Regions from separate parts of the Mus musculus genome. Here regions 1 and 2 are each linked to region 3. The links are chromatin contacts, called in public HiChIP or PLAC-seq maps. All regions are on one chromosome and are shown on one strand. The core of a region is the stretch at or near the end of the contact, and the rest is flanking DNA. Distances in the headings are between cores, read along the strand shown. Region 1 overlaps Gm36703 (a long non-coding RNA gene). Region 2 has its middle 39 kb from the start of Gm46397. Region 3 has its middle 21 kb from the start of Gm41044.

What was found. HiChIP or PLAC-seq counts read pairs in DNA pulled down with a chosen protein or histone mark.
Region 1: an H3K27ac HiChIP or PLAC-seq map of heart atrium shows a contact between it and region 3, with 8 read pairs. The contact joins two enhancer-like sites. A contact is called at or near these places in 1 of 15 datasets of contacts at CTCF or cohesin (pro-B cells) and 2 of 115 datasets of contacts at active chromatin or transcription factors (fibro-adipogenic progenitors and heart atrium).
Region 2: a contact with region 3 is called in an H3K27ac HiChIP or PLAC-seq map of heart atrium, with 8 read pairs. The contact joins two enhancer-like sites.

Annotation. Positions count from the first base shown.
Region 1 is chr13:102,352,967-102,357,250 of GRCm38.p6, reverse strand. Gm36703 (a long non-coding RNA gene) reads right to left here. Exons shown (of 4, transcript XR_382833.4): 4 at 567-1,082. Among named protein-coding and RNA genes, the nearest start is that of Gm46397, 3.3 kb to the right of the region's middle. Within about 2 kb of position 1,455, at least 8 of the 459 cell types and tissues checked have an H3K27ac peak or open chromatin away from gene starts, as enhancers often do. A contact at or near this core is called in heart atrium, where this site is marked.
Region 2 is chr13:102,389,114-102,393,485 of GRCm38.p6, reverse strand. No RefSeq gene overlaps it. Among named protein-coding and RNA genes, the nearest start is that of Gm46397, 39 kb to the right of the region's middle. Within about 2 kb of position 2,060, at least 5 of the 459 cell types and tissues checked have an H3K27ac peak or open chromatin away from gene starts, as enhancers often do. A contact at or near this core is called in heart atrium, where this site is marked.
Region 3 is chr13:102,033,668-102,037,725 of GRCm38.p6, reverse strand. No RefSeq gene overlaps it. Among named protein-coding and RNA genes, the nearest start is that of Gm41044, 21 kb to the right of the region's middle. Within about 2 kb of position 1,520, at least 22 of the 459 cell types and tissues checked have an H3K27ac peak or open chromatin away from gene starts, as enhancers often do. A contact at or near this core is called in heart atrium, where this site is marked.

The DNA of each region.
Region 1 (4,284 bases), core at 206-2,705, 320 kb before region 3:
TCTATCTATCTATCTATCTATCTATCTATCTATCTATCTGCCTATCTATCTATCTATCTATCTATCTATCTATCTATCTATCTATCTATCTGCCTATCTATCTGCCTATCTCTATCTATCTATCTGCCTGCCTGCCTGCCTGCCTGCCTGCCTGCCTGCCTGCCTGCCTGCCTATCTATCTATCTATCTATCTATCTATCTATCTATCTATCTATCTATCTATCTATCTGCCTATCTATCTATCTATCTATCTATCTATCTATCTATCTACACTCATTAGCTGTGTCTACTTGGGTATCAAATAAGCAGTCCTGCTATACATGATGAAAACATTTATATGGTGCTGATGGAAAATCAGATATAAATGTACCCACTTTTGATAGTCTGTTTTTTGTATATTAATTAAAACTAGAAAACTGTACTTAGGAAACTAAATTGTTTAATCAAGGCTTTTAAATGTGTTCTCTCCTCACCTCTCCCTACTCCCTCTTTTTTTTTTTTTTTTTGTATAGTCCTGGGTGTCCTGGATATAGACCAGGATAGTCTTGAACTCAGAGAGCTGCCTGCCTCTACCTCCCAAGTGCTGGAATTAAAGGAAGGTGTCACCATCCCCAGAACCGTCTTACAGTGTTTTCTCTTTCATGTATATATATAGACACATTGTGGTGTGTGTGTGTGTGTGTGTGTGTGTGTGTGTGTGTGTGTGTGTGAACAATAGTGTGGCAGTTCTAGAAAGCAGCTAATAAAGAAGGCTCTGGGCATGTTGAATACAGTGGTTTAAATATGAATGTCCTCCATAGGCTTTTGTATTGAAGCACTTGATTCCCATTTGACGACATGATGAGGGATGTGGTATTTATGGCCTTGCTGGAGGATGGAAATCGTTTTAGGAGGTCTCCGAGAGTTCACAGCCTCAATGCACTTCCAGTTTGCTCTCTGTACCATGCTTGCAGTTGAAGATGTAATCTCTCAGCTTCCTTTTCTGGGCCCATGTTGCCAAGCCTCTCTCAGACATCATGGACTCTCTCTGGAACCCAAGACTCTTCTTTCTGTAAATTGTTTCTGATCATGGTATCTTATCACTGCAATAGAAAAAAATAACACACTAGACAACCTCCCTATAAGTTTGATGAACATAAGAATGAACTTATTTTGCTTTTCCTGAGATACAAAATTGACTTTTCATTGATACAGACAACTTTTATGGCTAGGCAGAAATAAAGGAACAATTGAATCACTAATAGAAAGGCATGTGCAATCATGACCACTTTGTGATAGTCTTTTGCCTATTAATTTCAGCTAGAAAACTATACTTATGAAACTAAGCACTTAGCCAAGGTCTTTAAGCATTTTTCCCTCATGGAGATGTAAAGATACAATATCAGTATATGTATGTGTATGAACAATGTGTGCTAATGTTAGAAAACTGCTAGAAGACCCATCTTCCAAGCTGCTTTTGTGGCAGGCTGCCCAGACATTCCTTATTAGGGTGATAAGTCTTTTTGGCTTGGAGATATGTCAGACCATTAGTTTTCAAAGAAGTGACACATTGTGAGTAATAAAAACTCTTCTGGAAAGGGATTCACGTGGATCTGATAGAAATCAAATCTATTAGTGCTCTTCAAAGATGAATTTTCTGGTTTTAGGCCACTTTTCTTTCACAATTTCTCTCTCATTTCCTGCCTTCTGATGATTTCTTTATGGTTAACAGCTTTGCAAGAATAAAGACACAGGGAGAGCAGTGGAAAAAAATCAAACTGCAATGTCAGCTTTGTAATGTCTTAAAAATGGTAGAGAAGTACCACTTGACACTACGTGTTGGGCATTGTATAAAACACTGCCCCGGGCACTGCTCAATACCCTTAGTAGTTGGCATACCAAACTTACACCAAACCTACAGGCCTCATTTGGGAGAATTAATATTAGGCAGAGCAGGGGGAGTTTTCACATTCATATAATTTTAGCTAGCTTCCTATAGTTAAAATTATATATATATATGACAGAAGACAGAAATGATGGACCAAATTGAGAACTTGAATTTTTCATTGTGCTTGATTTCTACCCCATAACGCCATTGGTAATTCTACCATTGGTAGGCTATAAAGAACACTCAGGCCAAAGGAAATCATACCATGTTACATAAAATTTATGCTGTTGTTGTATTCCACTGAACCATCAAGAAGTTAATAAACACAAAGAAACAAATGTCACCCGTTCATCTATTCATGTTTTAGAAGCATTGTTAGCCTAAATTAGTAAAAGAGTGAAGTAATAGTCAAGCATTTAGGCTTGCGGATAAATGTTATGCCCGATGATTAGAGATTCATTGTTTATGGACATTTAACAATAAGAGGAAAAGCTATGGAGTGTTTAAACACCTGATCCTCCCTGGTGACATCAGGGAAGGCTTCATGAAGAAGTGGTCCTTGTACTGAGTTTTGAAAGATGCTGAATTTATGAAATTCCTAGGCAAATGGTTGGACCTGGAGGGCATTATCCTGAGTGAGGTAACCCAATCACAAAAGAACTCAAATGATATGTACTCACTGATAAGTGGATATTAGCCCAGAAACTTAGAATACCCAAGATATAATTTACAATTTGCAAAACACATGAAACTCAATAAGAACGAAGACCAAAGTGTGGACACTTTGCCCCTTCTTAGAATTGGGAACAAAACACCCATGGAAGGAGATACAGAGACAAAGTTTGGAGCTGAAACAAAAGGATGGACCATCTAGAGACTGCCATATCCAGGGATCCATCCCATAATCAGCCTCCAAACGCTGACACCATTGCATTCACTAGCAAGATTTTGCTGATAGGACCCTGATATAACTGTCTCTAGTGAGACTATGCCAGGGCCTAACAAACACAGAAGTGGATGCTCACAGTCAGCTATTGGATGGATCACAGGACCACCAATAGAGGAGCTAGAGAAAATACCCAAGGAGCTAAAGGGATCTGCAACCCTATAGGTGGAACAACATTATGAACTAACCAGTACCCCGGAGCTCTTGACTCTAGCTGCATATGTATCAAAAGATGGCCTAGTTGGCCATCACTGGAAAGAGAGGCCAATTGGACTTGCAAACTTTATATGCCCCAGTACAGGGGAACACCAGGGACAAAAAGTGGGAGTGGGTGGGTAGGGGGTGGGGTGGGGGGTATGGGGGACTTTTGGGATAACACTGGAAATGTAAATGAGGAAAATACCTAATTAAAAAAAAAGAAAAATTCGAGGAAGACTGGCAGTTGAATTACACTTAAGGGCATGGTAGAATGCTTAGAGCCTACCTAGGGCAGCCATGGTCTCAGCAAACAGCTGTAAAAAACAAACATCTAGAAACCAGCAAGAGGCAGCGGCAGAGTGATCGTGCACATAACACTATGACTTTGGGGTGTTTCCATTCCGCACGCTTTTACATCCGTTAATGTGATCAGAAATGAACCTGCTTTATGAATATGTGATGGTGGAGGATGAAAGGGGTTTCAGGAAGGAAGTTGGGTAACTCCTGTTCTAAGATGCTTTTCCTCATCAATGTCACCTTTTCTCTGAGTGTTGTCTCTTCTATTGCCAGAAGTATTGTCACAACACACTCCCAGACAATATGGTGACAACCATCTACCGGCCTGCATCCCCTACTCAGCTGTTGAATTCTTTAAAAAAATTATATATATATATATAAGGTATATATATATATATCTTAGTGGTTTTTATTTATTTATTTATTTAAAACATTTCATTCATTTTACTTTTTATGTGTGTGTATGTGCACATATATATGTATATAGGTATATATATATATGTATATATGTGTGTGTATATGCATATATGTGTATATATATATATATATATATATAAATTTTTTACTTATTCACTTTACATCCTGGTCACTGCTCCCTTCTTCCTGGTCATTTTCTTCCACAATCCTACCCCTATCTCCCCTCCCCTTCTCCTCTGAGCAGTTGAGTGCTCCCCTGGGTATTCCCCCAACACTGGCACTTCAAGTCTCTGCAAGGCTAGATACTTCCTCTCCCACTGAGGCCAGACAAGACAGCCCAGCTAGAAAAACATCCCACATACAGGCAACAGCTTTTGGGATAGCCCTGCTCCAGTTGTTTAGGAACCACATGAAGACCAAGCTGCACATCTGCTACTTATATGAGGAGAGGCCTAGGTCCAGCCCATATATGTTTTTTGGTTGGTAGTTTAGACTCTGAGAGCCCCAAGGGTCCAGGTTAGTTGACTCTGGTGGTCTTCCAGTGGAGTTCCTATCCTCT
Region 2 (4,372 bases), core at 811-3,310, 360 kb before region 3:
TATAGACTGCATTGAATGTTACCCCATGGATTGTTTGTTTTAGACTCTGAGGTCTTTATGAGCCCTCTGGGGACTAATATTTATTTGCCATTGGAATTTGAGAAAGGAAGGACCTCGCTGAATTGCTTCTGAAAGCCTTTTCTTTGGGAAACAAAAGGCCCCCCTCGTATTGTGTGAGTGCAGCTTCATGTATCAGCTCTTTATCACACACAGCTGCTCTATTTTAATTCTGCGGTTCTCAGAGAAAGACCTTCTGCTCTAACCAACGTTTTACTAGTGTTCTGAGAATGGCATGGTCTGCAGAAGAGTTTTTTAACAAAGGAGACCCCGAGACTCTGCAAGTGTTTCCCTATAGCTGATAGTAGGGTTATTGCTTAAAAAAAATTTGGGTCTCCTATCCGTGTGCATTTATGCACATGTGCGTGTGCATGCACACACACTGAAGGAATAGAGTCTGTAACGTTAGGGTGGCCTTAAAGCATGCTTACAGCTGGATCTGTCTGAGCCTGCCACACCTCATCCTTTTACTATTTAAATATCCCTTCTGCTAGTTACTGTGTTTAATTGTGGGGCAAAACAGGAGTTAATCATGGTCTTGGTGCCAAAGAAAACTTACTGCAGCCTCTAAATCTTAAGAGAATCACCATTATTTAAACACAGGGCCTACCTAGATATATTTAAACCTAGGCAGCTACTATTTCTTCCGTAGGAGACACAGAGGCCATTGGATATGATTGCCCTTGCTTTTTGCATATATACATGAAAAGTGGTTTCTTTGACAACTTTAACTGCTGCTTGGTCAGAAATTATGAAGCTGATGAAAAAGCTCAATGGCTGGTGCTTACTTTTCCTTTCAATGTTACTTAAACTTGAACTCTTTGCACTTTCCTTTTGGCTGGAGATACACTGAGAAAACCTTCATTCTGTGAGCTTGCTCAGCTTCCCTCCTTAGCCTGCTCACTCTCCACTGAACGAAGAGGAATGCCCATGCCAACAGGGAACCATAGCACTGGTGGCCCTAATGTCAAGGGCACAGGAGTTAGGAGAAGAGTTTGAACCCACTGCACACAGAGAGTGCAGCCTAGGGAAACCAAAGTCATGCCACCCAAATCATCACAGGCTTCTAGGATGGCTGACCCCCAAGTTTTAACCCAAATCTGTTTCTAAACTCCCATTTTGGTTAATCAGGCAGATTCTCCAGATTATTGTTGGCTAGTTTAGGAAGAACTCAGAAGCGAAGAGAGGGCTGCTCTGGCCATCCCCAGACTCCAGTTTAAGCAAATACAAGAGGAATGCTGTAGAGCCTCCATCCCTCTGATACTCAAGGTCATACTTTTACTGTTGGAAGTGTTGCAGATGTGACAACAATTGGCAAGAGCTTATCCTCAAAGGAATGTGACACCTTTTATTTTAGAAAGCCTGGTCTCTGTGTAAAAGAGGGAAGACTTATGAGTATAAGAGACGAGGAAAACACTTAATTTGGGGCTCACAGTTCCAGAGCATTAGAGTCTATGACTATCATGGCAAAAAGAATATGCAAACAGGCAGGCAGTTGTCATGGTGCTGGAGTGGCAGCTGAAAGCTTTTATCTTGATCCACAAACACAAGGCAAAAAATTGGTAACTGGCAAAGGCATGGGTTTTTGAAACCTCAAAGCCTGCCCCTAGTGACACATCTCTTCCAACAAAGCCACACCTCCCAATCCTTCCCAAAGAGTTCTGACAACTGGATATCAAAACTCCAAATATTTGAGCCCATAGAGGCCATTTGTATTGAAATCACCACAGATAGTAATTATGTTTAAGTTGTATATGTGTACATGGGCATAGACACATACAAAGAGTACTGAATATTTATAAGCAAATCAGAGTCACTGTGTATAGCAAGTCTCTTCAGGGCTTACACATTTGTGGTCATTGGTGAAAAACAAAACTCACTCTTAATTAAGGGGCATAATTGATGGTTTGGAACTTCAGAGATAAGAACGGACTTCTGATCATCTGTGGGCATAGAACAGACAGAGGCATCAGGCTCTGCTTTCTTTCCTCTTAGTCATGTTCTATCCTGGCACCCTGGGGACTCATGCCTCCCTGTATGTGCAGAGTAAGTGTTCCTTACAGAGGAAACTTCCAGTCATGATTTTATCATCAGAGTACATGCTAGTGTTAGAGAACTCAACTGTGATGATGGGGATGGCTTTGTAGACAAATGGGAAAGATTAGACAGAAGTATCAGAGTAAGAGACCCTTTGTGTGGCAAATAGGCTTAATAGAATTCCTCCATTAGCAGAAAGTTGGCACAGATCTTGTCTTTCCACAGCTTCCTCACTTATTGCAATAAAGAGAGTGTGAAATCCCATGCAAGCAAATTAATTTTAGAAAGCACTTAAAGGCTGATTCTAAAGAGCCCGTGTGACCACTGGAAAGCTACACCGAGTATAACCTGGTAACTACAGAGCAAATGTGATTCCCGAATCTTGATTTCAGATTGGAATACAAAGTATATTATGCAGGTCCATTTTCTATTTTACTTGTTCTATAGAATTGATCAGAGTGAGCAGGAAATATTCCATATCTTCTGAATACTTTATTCATCAATGTAATAATCACATAGGTTACTATTGTTTTACCTGAGAAGAAAGTGAATTGGATGGTCCATTAAAATTATTCTGGCTACAGTGGGGAGTGGGGCCATGGTTTATATGAAGAATTGAACAATAGATGAACAGTGCGGTGGTGGGAAAATGATTGCCATTTCTCTACCATTTTCCACCATGAGTTAAAACCAAAATGGCTTATGTATAATGTCTCAATTTCCCATTTGCTTTATTTATGATCCTGTTTATCAGTAGGATGCTACCAAAGTTATATCTTCTTGAAGGAAAGAAGTATTTGTTAATTTCAGAGTCACTCTTTTATTTTGGTTTGTTGGTTTTTATTGTTGTTGTTCGGTTGGTTTTGTTTAGGGTTGTAAGCTTCACAGTTCAGCTGGCTCCAATCTCATAGTCCTCCTGTACCCACCTTCCAAATGCTGGGAAGGATCACCTTCCTTACTGCAATATGGAGCTTTTACTACTCTCTTTGCAACAACTTTTATCCTCAAGAGTGGCTATGGCTTTCAGTTTGTGTTCACTGAGCATTAATCTTTTGTGAATGTGTCACAGGTTATAAGCACTATAATAAAACATGCATGTGTTGGTTGGCTTTTGTCAATATGTCACAGACTGGAGTCAGTTGGGAAGGGGGAATCTCAATTGAAGAATTACTTTCATCAGACTCGTTTGTAGCAAGTATGTGGGGGTGTTTTTCTTGACTATATAGGTAAGGCTCCATCAACACATGTACAACCCACCTGACCTCAGCTTTCTTTTCTTTTCTTTTCTTTCTTTCTTTCTTTCTTTCTTTCTTTCTTTCTTTCTTTCTTTCTTTCTCTCTCTCTCTCTCTCTCTCTCTCTCTTTCTTTCTTTCTTTCTTTCTTTTCCAGATGGGCCACATTTTCTTTTTTTTTTCTTTCTTTTTTTTTTATTACGTATTTTCCTCAATTACATTTCCAATGCTATCCCAAAAGTCCCCCACACCCTCCGCCCCCCCTCCCCGCTCCCTTACCCACCCATTCCCATTTTTTGGCTCTGGCGTTCCCCTGTACTGGGGCATATAAAGTTTGCCTGACCAATGGGCCTCTCTTCCCAGTGATGGCCGACTAGGCCATCTTTTGATACATATGCAGCTAGAGTCAAGAGCTCTGGGGTACTAGTTAGTTCATAATGTTGTTCCACCGATAGGGTTGCAGATCTCTTTAGCTCCTTAGATACTTTCTCTAGCTCCTCCATTGGGGGCCCTGTGATCCATCCAATAGTTGACTGTGAGCATCCACTTCTGTGTTTGCTAGGCCCCGGCCTAGTCTCACAAGAGACAGCTATATCATGGTCCTTGCAACAAAGGCTTGCTAGTGTATGCAATGGTGTCATCGTTTGGAGGCTAATTATGGGATGGATCCCTGGATATGGCAGTCTCTAGATGATCCATCCTTTTGTCTCAGCTCCAAACTTTGTCTCTGTAACTCCTTCCATGGGTGATTGTTTCCAATTCTAAGAAGGAGCAAAGTGTCCACACTTTGGTCTTCGTTCTTCTTCAGTTTTATGTGTTTTGCATATTGTACCTTATATCTCGCTATACTAAGTTTCTGGGCTAATATCCACTTATCAGTGAGTACATATCATTTGAGTTCTTTTGTGATTGGGTTACCTCACTCAGGATGATGCCCTCCAGGTCCATCCATTTGCCTAGGAATTTCATAAATTCATTCTTTTTAACAGCTGAGTAGTACTCCATTGTGTAAATGTACCACATTTTTTTGTATCCATTCCTCTGTT
Region 3 (4,058 bases), core at 271-2,770:
AATTCTAGCACCTGAGAGGCAGAGTCAGGGGTCTGGCTACAACTCTGAGGCCAGCCAGGGCTACATAGGAAGATCCTATCTCAGAAATATTAGTATAAGAAAAAAAAAACCCTATAAACATGTCTTAAGACTATGACCTTCTGCAGTGTGGAGGGCTCCATTAAGCTCAGAGGGAATATTAGGCATTTTTTTCTGAATATTTGCACAGCTTGGAGACATATACATGAGGATTCATACAGAAGAACGTGTTGTGTGCACAGGATCAGCTGCTGACTGGAGGCACTGTTGACTAGCTGCAGTCCTCACAGAAGGCAGACACAATAGGGAGATTGTCTTAGCCAAGAGCAGCGAAAGGGACATTGGCTCCTTCGCTTTCTATCAAAGGGATCAAGCAGAATTTATGGAAAGACATTCTATTCCATGTAAATATTAGCTCAAAAAATAATTGAAGCAGAAAACAGTTCAGCAAATTGTTAACTAGGTAATAAGTATCCAAGGCATGGCGTGGAATCCATGCCATATCCCAGAGATATCTAGGTCCAAGAGTCCAGCAACTGTACAGAAGAACAAATTATAAACCCTGGCCAAGATCTAAAGTAATATCACCTACAGTGTGATATTACAACGATGATATCAAATATAGCAATACTTCTCTAGGAACTTGTCACCAAGGGAATTTCCCTATCACCCACCACACCCATTCTCAACCCTACCACTAAGCGAGAAAGTCTGGTCTGCTATCAGAGGGTAAGATAGTTTGCTGTTGCGTTCAGAAAGTGCTGTAGTTGTACTTAGAAACAGGTGCCTAGAGAAGCTGGCAAATATTAATAGGCAACATCCCCTAAGTGCTAATGCACCAGGCTGTATGTTAAGAGATTTATAGTCAGCCCTACTAGGACAGGTATTATTATTTGATTGGTTTTATAAGCTAGGGACTGAAGTTCTAAGAGGCCAGGCCACTTGCTTATGGTCACAGAGGGAACAAGCATAAAAGCAGGGTTCACATCTACTTAGACGGATTCCAGAGAGGTTTTTTTAACAAATAATTTATGTTCATTCTTTGAAGTAGAGACAAAAACACAGCTATTAATAAGAGCAGCAATATTTCTTTAGCTCTTTCGAGCTTACAAATTATTTTTGGAAGTAGTATTTTAATTGACAATCACAAGAACATTGTGACACCCCAGCATTGTCCCCTTCTCTAAACAGAGGAACCCCATCACTGGCAGAATTGCCCCAGTCAACAAACTAGGATCAGGCCATTCAGAGACATTCCTCAGCCTCCTCCATGCCAGCTCCTGTTGCCCCGTTCTTGCAAGTATTCCAATTTCCCTTAACCTCATTCTCTAGGAATTCAATTTAAAAAGACACAGACAGAGCCTGAAGTCTACCTCTGAAAGTCACCTCACTGTTAGTCTTCTGACTGTCACACCTCCTTGATGTCCTTTGCCACGTGGTCTTCCCGGGCACCTTCCTTGTTCTGACTGATCTACTCCGTGGTATTAGTCTGGTATGAGCATTTGGCTCCGTGCGTTCAGGAATTTCTCTCCACTTCAGCTCCACTGTGTCCCTGTTCTTTAATTAGAGGAGTGTAGGTGGAAAAACATCCACAAAGCCTGGAGTGCAATACAAATTATCTGCTGCTTTCAGATATTTATTTTACTAATTATGTACCAATATGTGACTTCTTTTGCTGTCTGACATAAGGTTTTTCAATCCCATTTTGTAGACAAAATGACTTCTGATGGACGGTGGATGTCAGTAGCACTACAGAGACGGTTCTTTACTAAATCTGTCTGGCTTCGGGATACCTGTAGGAAAAAAATGAAGCAAAGAACTCAAAGACAACACAACAGAAGGTCACCCCACACCATGTAAGAGAGAATGGGAGGCTATAGCTTTGAGAAGGTATATTGGAGTCCCCAGCCAACTTCTCAGCATGCATCCAAAGGAAATACTAGAATATTAGAGACTGGCATATGTTTGCTTAGTGCCTCACTGTTTACAGAGGCTGCAGACCTTCCAACAAACAGATCTGTAAAGAAATGTGACATGTGTATGTATGTATGTATATGAATGCTACTGAGCCATTAGAAATGACATTTTAGGGCTGGAGAGATGGCTCTGCCATTGAGAAGACCTCTTCCAGAGACTCTGGGTTTGATTTGCATCCTCTACATGGTATTCTACAACAGTCAATAACTCTAGTTCTAGGAAAATGGGTGCTCTCTTCTGGGCTCTGGCTGGGGGTCACAATAGTATTGTATAGACAAATAACACACACAAATTAAAATTTTAAAGAAAACTTTTGAAAAAAATGACAATTTGGAGACTGCTTCCAAAGAAAAGTGTGGTAAATGGCCCGTGTCTAAGTATGATCAGTGAGGACTTACTTGGAGACCTGAACTTCAAATTGTGTTTTCCACTGACTATTCCTGTAGAATATGATTCTTCGTAAGCTCTAGCAGACTTACTGTGGCTTCATCGCCACCCCAGACTTTTAGCTATTCAAACTGGAGTGTGAAGAGTGTTGGAATTATTTTTTTAAAAAATCATAATTCTTGAAAACCATAAGAATCCCTGTGACTGAGTTTGTGCCTGAATCTCAAATTTGAAAACACTAAGAAACTTACTCCTGTGTTCCCCCACCGTAAGTTGTAATTCTAAATTGTATGACTGTTTGCCAAGTTCTTGCACATTTCCAGGGGCTTGACCTGACTGGGGCAGCGAGGACATGAAGAAAAGACAAACACAGATAAGTAAGTGCACCAAAAAGCTGAGATCCGTGGACTTGGCAATCTAATAGAGAAACCACAGAAACCAGAAGCTCAGAATGTTTATGATACACAGTTGAACAGGAAGGTGGGGTTATAGCATACAGCTAAATCAGGGAGGTAGAGTTAGGTAATCTCTCTAGAAGCCTTCTTTGTCAGGAACAGACCTCAGGCTGTAAATATCTGCTTGGAGAAAGCTATGGTACATATTTTCTGCACACACTATCAGCTCCCTAAAGAAGCTGTTGCCATCCTTCTCGGCTCTGCCTGGAGAAGGCTCCACCACTCCCACGAGGCTGAGGCAGTGAGCGCTTGGCAACGGGACTCCAATCAAATCAGTCACTCAGAGTTTCATTCACTCCAGGCTTTCCCCCTCTCCTCACAATTGTTTATGAATGAATGCACTGAATTTTGTTGGTGGTGTTGTTATGTTATTTTGTTTTGTTTTTAAGGATACTATTATTAACAGCAAAACAGAGTATGTTGCAGGATATTATGTGACGTGAAAGAACTCAAACATAGAAAGATATGTTGTGCTTGTTCCCTGGCCTATGTGCGTGCTCTAGGAAGTCTATTGGAATGTGTGATGGTTCCTGGAGGCTGAGAAAGTGGAGGGAGGTTGGATAATGGACATCAAGGCTCAGTAAGACAGACAGAATAGGATCTGGTGTTATATAGCACCATTAGCTCATAATAATTATTACCATATTTTATGACTTACTAGAAGATGGTGCTTGAAGTCTCCAAACACACAGTAATAAGATGTGCATTCTGATTACTTTAACTTAAGGAGTATCTATTTCTCCATTATTATATTGAAAATTTTAATTGTTTCTAATAAATATATGCAATTAGTATAAACAACCAGATAATCAAGAGTGATTAAATGTTTAAGGAGGTAGAAATGATCTCCTGATTTCATCACTCTACAATGTATATCTGAATTAAATAACTACATTTATCTCATGGTTTCATGTAACTAAAATAACAATTAATGAACAAAGAATATACTATGGAATTAACTAGAATGGATATGGAAATTGCTGAACTGTGTCCCCAGGTGGCTAGCAATAAAATAATGGGACAATGAAAAAATGAATGTGGAAACATGTTATGTATGAATTAGCTGTGATGGGCCCTAGCATGTCTATGTTCTCTGCATGGTCCTTTGCCTAATACAACTGTTATTACACTTAAACAGATCAGGATTCTGAGGTGCCAAATGCCTGGAGTCTTACCCAAGATATCCAAGTAGTAACTAGAGACTTCTAGATCCAATCAACT